Regions from separate parts of the Pan troglodytes genome. Here region 2 is linked to region 1. Evidence: chromatin contacts called from public HiChIP or PLAC-seq data. All regions are on one chromosome and are shown on one strand. The core of a region is the stretch at or near the end of the contact, and the rest is flanking DNA. Distances in the headings are between cores, read along the strand shown. Region 1 holds the start of PICALM (phosphatidylinositol binding clathrin assembly protein). Region 2 holds the start of EED (embryonic ectoderm development).

Region 1 (3,923 bases), core at 1,395-3,894:
ACCATCTATCTGCAGTAGTGGCTATAACAAGAGAAATAGCTAATAACATTTATGAAACAACATGCAAATAGCACTCTTCTAACCCTACCTATTTTCTCCTCTTTTTGGCAATGCTTTAAAAGAACCACTGCTACATTTGAAATAAGACACAAACCTTTACAAAAAAAACTTTTAAAAGCCTTATCGATTCTTATTTTGAATGAGGAAAGAGGAAAATAGTTCACACAGTCACAAGTAGTTTCTTCATACTCCCATACAAAAAAAAAAAAAAAAAAAAAAAAAAACCCAAAAGCAACTAACAAAAGAATTAACACAGTGTCAGGACAAACTGTAAGATTTGGTAGGGCAAACCAAGTAGTATTTGAAGAGCCGTAAATAGCAGAAACGTCTACTACACGTATCAGATAATCAAAAAATCACATATGGCTTTACGATGCATTTTTAAAAGTTTTCGGTTCATAAGAGTGTCACCATTTAAACATATTCTCCATTCTCTAAGACAAGCAAGGACTGAGAGTTTAAAAGCAGCCTGCATGCATATCTGAAAGAATCAAGCACTAATGCTTTTTTATTTAAAACTTTTTTCCACAGTGGAGGAACAATCACAAAGAATAATAGGCTTCTGTGTAGCAAAAACTTGTTCTAACAGCATTCATGAGCACAGTAACTTGGAAGAATTTACATTTCGTACATTTTTTTTAAAGTGCAAACTTTACGGCCAAAGTCCAAAAATGAGAAATCAAAACAGGCTTCCAGACAGTGAATTATCTTTCAGGGCATGCTCACTCTTGCTTCAAACAGTAAAACAAAGTAACTTTCATGTATGATGAAAGTCAGTCAGACTAATGTGTCCAGTCATTTAAAAAGGGAACTTACTTATCGTGACTATTGCCCTATTTTTCCCTGAAAAGTTTCAGGTCTAAGCTCCATTGGCTTGAGTGATCCAATGAGCTTTGTACCCTGGGGTAAAAGAGCGCAAAGAAAAAGGAGGATATTACAGGTGACTTCCAGGTTAGAAAAAAGTTACGAGGAGTTAGCTCTACTAACTGTATCTACGTTAGCGAATGGACGAATACTATGTCGTGTAAGAGAAGCTAGTTCCTCAAAAGGTAACTGGCATAATTAAAACATCCAAACTCAAGCATCATCAAACATCATTTTGCCAATTTTTTTAAGGGATGTATGTTATTTGTAAGTAAATTTATTAATCCATTTGGAATTCCAACAGTCTACGCTTAACACTCAAGCTTCTGAATTCAAGCCGCCAGAGTTAACAGTCCCGGGAACTGATAAGAGTATCAGCAAAATGCCTTTTTCCATATCCCCATGTGAAAAGCTGGCGGGCAGAGCTGACAGTCACAAACTCACCCCAGTCAAAAGTATGGACAACACAATGATTAAATTCCACCAGAGGCAAATAAAAATCCCAACTTTCCAGAAAGCTTTCCCTACACCAAATTGAATCCTTTTACTTTCACTCCCACAAAGAAGGTAATCTGAAATAAAAGTCGGGTAACTGGGTATGGTATTTAAAATGAGTCGAAGAAACTACACTGAAGCTACTAGAGAGGCGATGAAAAGGTAACCCAAAAGCAGGAGGGAAGGTGGAACAGAAAGCCAGGAAGGGATGGGGGAAGCAGCTAGTGGAGCAAAGGAAGTGGGGGATCCCTTCAAGGGAGGCAGCCCGGAGGGATAACAAGGATCTGGATGCAAGGAACCAGGCGTTTACTGAAACCCGAAGGAGGCTGATGAAGAAACAATGGGGCTGGGAGACGCTCAGGCGAGGGCGACGAGGCGGCACCGGACGGGTGGGAAGGAAGAGCAGAAGGCTGCAGTGGAGACGGGTAGGGGGTGAGAAGCCAGGTGGGGAAGCAAGTTGGTTGGGTATGATGGGGTGTGGTAGCGCACCGGGCAGGGAGACGAGGGTCCCCTAGGAATAGGGAGGGGAGTGGCTTGTCAGATTTTGAGACGGGGAGCGGAGGCCGTGAAGTGTGATGGAAGCAAAAGAACACAGCTCAACGGGCACAGGACCGGCCGTGCCAGAGAAGACGCAGGGAGGGAAGAGGCAGCAGAAGGGGGAAAGACAAGAGAGAGAGAGGACGCGGGTCGCGCGGGCGCCGGGGAGCGGGGGCCGCGGTCGGCTTCACTCACAGTCCAGGTGCTTTTTCTTGGGCCCCATGATCTCGTGGGTCGTGGCCTTGCATACTGTCTTGGATACGGCAGAGCCGGTGACACTGTGCTGGGCGGCAGTGATTCGGTCCGTCAGGCTCTGGCCGGACATCTCTGCAGCTCCTCCACCACCCCACCCGCTCAGCAGCCGGCGGGGACTGGGACCCCCAAGAGCCGGAGGGTCCCCACCCCCCACCGCACCCCCTACCCCCACCGGCTCCTTCCCCGCCTGCCGGCCTGGGGCGCGGTTCGGGGCCGCGCGCTGCCACCAGTCCAGAGAGAACCGGCTCGTGTCACCCGCGGAGTCGGACAAGATGTCGGGCACTCCCTTGCCCCCGCCTCAGTTCAGCCCACCCCTTCCCTGGTCAGCTGGAGCCGGGCAGGGTAAGAGGAACAGGCAGCTGCAGGAAAATGGCGGCGCCAGGCTCCTCCTCGGAGCTTTCCGGGCTGCCCCCGGGTCACGTGACTCGGACACCGCCCCTCCTCCCTTCTCCCGCCCCTTTCCCCTTCCCTTTCCTCTTCGACGCCCGCCCTCCCTCGCTCAGCGAGGGAAGAGCTGGGCGGCGCCCGCGCGTTACGTGATGGAACCCGCCAGGCGGGCGCAACAGGAGGCCCGCCCGAGGGGAGTGCACAGCCGGCGCATCACGTGACTCTCCCTGCCAACAGGTCGCCTGAGGCTCGGCCCGCGGGGTCACAGACGCGGGGCGGGGCGGGGCGGGAGAGGAATGGCGAGGGCGGCGTGCTGGCGGGGGTGGGGCGGGGCGGCAGGCTTCTCCCCTTATCCCCCCACCTCAAGTGTGTCCTCGTGTCTGTGGTTGAAACCAACAGCTTGACAAAGGAGGTGCAGCTGCCTTCACAGCTTCCCCTGAAGTGGGGGGTATTAGGCCTCTGGCTCCCCGAGCTTTCCCAGCAGAGTCAAGAATGTATTTCAAGACGCCTCCCAAAGCCGCCCTCCTGGCTTAAAGGAGAAGGTTCCAAACGGCCTATTTTCTGAACCTTCCAGCAGGCCTCTCTCTACCATGGAACTATTGAAGCTCTCCTTATTTACTTACCCCAGAAAGGTTTTTTCCCCCCTTTCCTTGAGAGGCTTGGAAATGTCACCTGGTTTTGTTTATCTCTACTCCGAAAACCCGACACGTTGCTGCCATTCTAAATTTAGATACTAGCTGGCCGGTATTCATTCTCTAGGGTGTGGAAGAGGACAGGAAACACATAGCTTCACTGGAATTTGAAAAGGGAAGTAGTAGGATGATGTCAACAGCGATTAGCTTGACCCTACATGGCTGACTGCTGTGGTGATTAAAGGTCCAGACCATAGAAGGAAGTGAGAGGGGCGGTAAATGGAGAAGTCCCATTCAAACAGTCCAGACATCACTGCCTGCCATCTCCCCTGGTTTAGTCTTTCTTACCTTTGGCCTCTTTTCTCTTATTGGGTGAGTCAGATCCATGGAAAGACGTTGACACTGCCCTGTGGACATTTTAAAAGAAGTATTACATCCTGAAATACTATTCAATGAGACCCAGACCATACATTAACAAAGCCTTTTATATGTTATTAGAGCCTCTACATTCAACCCAGGGTTAGGGATAAGTTGAAAAATATGTGAGTGTTAAGTTACCATGATAGTCACATGTAATCTTGCTAGTTTCAAATGAAATGCTAACATTCTCAGAAAGTCTGTGTACACCATCTGCCAGCCAAATCCAAAATACTGTGCTTCAATCTGGTGACTCTCAAAGGATGCAAAGCTGAT
Region 2 (3,684 bases), core at 599-3,098, 170 kb after region 1:
AAAGACTCTCCTCTGAGCCCTCTTCTCCATCTTCCTGTCTAGCTTGCCTGGCTCAGCTGTAGCAAGAATTCTGCATCAGTTTAGAGAAAAACCCATACCCTTGATATCTGATCACCCTGGCCTTTTTTAGCACAAATTCTGTTAAGTTGGTGTAGCAAAAATTTCCCCATTCTTGATGTCTCTTCTTAGTAATTTTCCAACCACCAACCCCTCCAACTTTGCTCGACTATACATCCCCACTCCTTGCTGTAATTTGGAGTTGAGCCTGATCTCTCTCCTATTGTGATAGTCTTGACAGCTATCAAAATAGTCCTGAATTAAGTGTTCCTTACTATTTTAACAAGTGTCAGAATATTTTTCCTTTAATGTAGTGACAATAACGTAGTAATATAAACTAATTTCCATTTATCACCCCTGATTCATCAGAAACATTTTAAAAATAACCCCTTCAAGTTTTAATAAGCCTCTTTAAACTATTTTTGCTTTGTTACAGATAATATGAATGCTGTAAGGCATTTTTCTACCATATGTGTCCTTTATCCAAATGTTCAGCACTTTTCTAATTTTATGACTAGACGTTGACTCCCACTTCCCAGCTCCCACTAATCTCTCACACACGGAGTAATTTTAATTTGAAATGCTTTAGTCAATTATCCTTTACTTGTAGAACTATATTTCAGAAACGTCCTTCCCTTTGTTGGGAAAGATGTTCTTAACAAAGGGAAGGATGTTTCTGTCTGCTGATGAAAATGTCATACCAAAGCACGTCTTACTTTCTCAGGAGCTCACTCTACTCCAGTCTCATCTCTTCTCACCAACTGAGGAGTGCTTAGTAGTGCCTGGAACATTGGAAGTGCTGAACAAATGACTGCCGTCATTGAGACCTCAACTTTAATTTTTTTTCGGCTTCTTTATTTCAAAGTCTTCACTGCAGAAACCCCTCATTCTGACCTGCCTTTGCTTTACTTCCTTTTCTCATTCTCAACCAAGAGTTCTCTCTTTATCTACAAAAGAAAGAGTGACTTGCAATCTGCAGATAAGGAAACTGATGTCCTGGTTATAAAGTTATCATGCAGAAATAATTCAAGTATACTAGAATTTTATGGATGGTGCACTCTAGGTGGGTAATGAGGTCTAAAAGAGAAAAGATATACAACATCAAGTAGGTGCCCAAGAAATGGTAGGTCCCTTTCTCCCTTCCTGCCTCCTCATTTTTACAGATGAGGACATTTTTACAGAAGCCCGAATAGATAAGTAGTCACAATCACGTTCTAAGAAAAACAAAAAAAAAAAAGGTGGCGGATGCCGTATTTTATTTTTCGTCATCACTCTCCTTTTCCTGCTGCTCATTCAGTTATGGTTTCATGACCCATATAATAATTCCACAAGGCACACCAATGTTATCTGGCACCTGCTAGAGAATAGATATAGTAACAGAGGCAAATATTTTGGTGAAGTTTAACAGGTGTGTTGCCTTCTAGAATTTCATTGTATCTGATGTGCAAAAACAAGCAAAACATTGTCGGTTAAGTATCACAATCTCATAATGGAGATGAGCACTGATTCTTAGGCCTTGGCGTAGTTCAGGGCCTATCCTTCAGCAGCTAAAAAGAGCACTTTGGCTGTAACTCATTGGAGTCTAGTCTCATAATTTTAGGATATTTCTATTTAAGTCTTAACCACTATTGGTAGCAACTGGAAGGATAATCATTCATTACAATAAATAGTCAACAGAATAAATATCCGACAAGAATTTACGAAGCGTCTAGAGTATAATTCGGTAGCGCTTTGAAATCCACCCTGGGATTCGGAAACCGGGTAGAAAACTACCTGGTTCAGCAAACGAGAATTCAAACAGAGGAGGGGCTTGGAGGAGGCGGGTTTCGACGAACCCAGCGCAAGAGTACGCCACGGCGCCTGCGCATCCCCTGACGGGTACTTTCCATTCGCCAGATGGGGGAAGCCAGGGGGAATCAGGTTACTGTTTTTGCATTTCTATCTTCAAGGAAGAATTAGGTTATGAATAGTTCCGTGAATAGTCAGGAAGCGCTGTCCTCCAAGTTCAAGATTAAGGAAACGTGGCATGCACAGCTAAAGCAAGAGGTGACGTCTTGTATCTTCCCCCGTTTCCTGGGACATTGGTGGTGTAGCCCATTCCACAGACTTTCGCTCCCTAGCAGCGGGTCGGAGATCGAAGGAACGGGCCAATTGCGGCTGAAACGTCTTTGGAAGGAGGAAGGGGGTGAGGGAGCATCCCTTTGAGTTTCGCCTCTTCTCGAGGCGGTGGTGGGAAGGGAGACATACTTAATACTGCCCTCTTAATCCAACGGATCTTACATCGTGTAGACTGCCGGGAGGGCGGCGGGAAAAGGGCAAGACGGGAGTTAGGGAAGGGAAGGAGCCAGGAAGCCGCGCGGGAGGGCGCGCGCGCGCGCCCCTTTTTCAGCAGTGTGGCGGGGTCGCACGCACGCCCGCCTCGGCGGCTGGGCGCGATTTGCGACAGTGGGGGGGGCGGTGGAGGTGGCGGCGGCAGTGGCAATTTTGCGGCAAGCTCGGGCCGGGCTTGCTTGACGGCGGTGTGGCGGAGGCCCCGCCCCAGGCGGCAGGAACCTGGAGGGAGGCGGAGGAATATGTCCGAGAGGGAAGTGTCGACTGCGCCGGCGGGAACAGACATGCCTGCGGCCAAGAAGCAGAAGCTGAGCAGTGACGAGAACAGCAATCCAGACCTCTCTGGAGACGAGAATGTAAGTGCAGCTCCTGGCAGTTACGAGACTGCGGAGTGAAAGTTTTAAATTCTTTTAAAACGGGGGGCGCGGGGACGAGCGGGCTGCTGTGGGGGGAGGGAGAGGTGTCACTCAGGAAAACGCGGGCGTGCGGGAGAAAATTGAAATTGCCTACGGGGATTTTGATGTGGGGCCGAGAGCAAGCAGGAACTAGGCGAAGGAGAGTGGTTCTAGTGATTGCGTGGGTCTGAGAGGTCTGCCCTGAAATCAGTTTGCATGTGATGGGGAGTGTTTTGGCCTTTGGGGGGATTTAAGGGGAGAGTGCGGGTCTGAGATTCTAGTAGTTTAAAAGGCACGTTAGAGACTTTTCTAAGAAAGTTGGAAGGACGGGGCAGAGTTAGGGACCCTGTTAAAGGAGCGTAAGGGTTGTCACTCTAAGACCCTTGTGGAATTTTCAGGATGGAAAGTGATCTTCGATTTGCGGAGTTTGGGAGACTTTATTAAAGGGGGTTTTGTGTCCGCCTCCGTCCTGTCCGCGGAGACCGGGTGCGCCTGAAGGTCGCCTTTTCTGTAGGAGGAGCCGAATTGAGAGGATCGATTTTTGATTTGGGGGTGGGGAGTGACTACCTTTGAGGAAGTAAGAGTGGGTGATTTCTTCTTTGAACGTTTTTACTTAAGATAAAGGTGAGGGGGGTGGCGACCTGGAAGATTTTGGGCAACAGTGGTATAGGCAGATGTATTTAAGTGTGGGTTCCTGGCTTCGCCAAGTGCGCGATGTTTTGCAATCAGATTTTTTTAAGCTCTGAAATGGGTATTCGTAATCATTCGGTACCAACATTTAACCCAACTGAGTTTTAATTGACTCGCCAGTAAGAGCCGAATTGACATAAATAAGTTTTCAGTTTCATGTTTTAGGTTGATAACCAGTAAGCTCAACGAAGTATCTTGACAATTTATTCAA

Evidence for each region. HiChIP or PLAC-seq counts read pairs in DNA pulled down with a chosen protein or histone mark.
Region 2: an H3K4me3 HiChIP or PLAC-seq map of stem cell-derived excitatory neurons shows a contact between it and region 1, with 5 times the contacts expected there. The contact joins the promoter of EED here to the promoter of PICALM in region 1. A contact is called at or near these places in 1 of 7 Hi-C or Micro-C datasets (stem cell-derived neural progenitor cells) and 1 of 1 datasets of contacts at active chromatin or transcription factors (stem cell-derived excitatory neurons).

What each region holds. Positions count from the first base shown.
Region 1 is chr9:88,086,097-88,090,019 of NHGRI_mPanTro3-v2.0_pri, forward strand. PICALM (phosphatidylinositol binding clathrin assembly protein) reads right to left here and starts at 2,645. Exons shown (of 20, transcript XM_508908.9): 1 at 2,152-2,645. The coding sequence starts at 2,281.
Region 2 is chr9:88,259,785-88,263,468 of NHGRI_mPanTro3-v2.0_pri, forward strand. It overlaps EED (embryonic ectoderm development), which reads left to right and starts at 1,849. Exons shown (of 12, transcript XM_009423921.4): 1 at 1,849-2,744. The coding sequence starts at 2,631.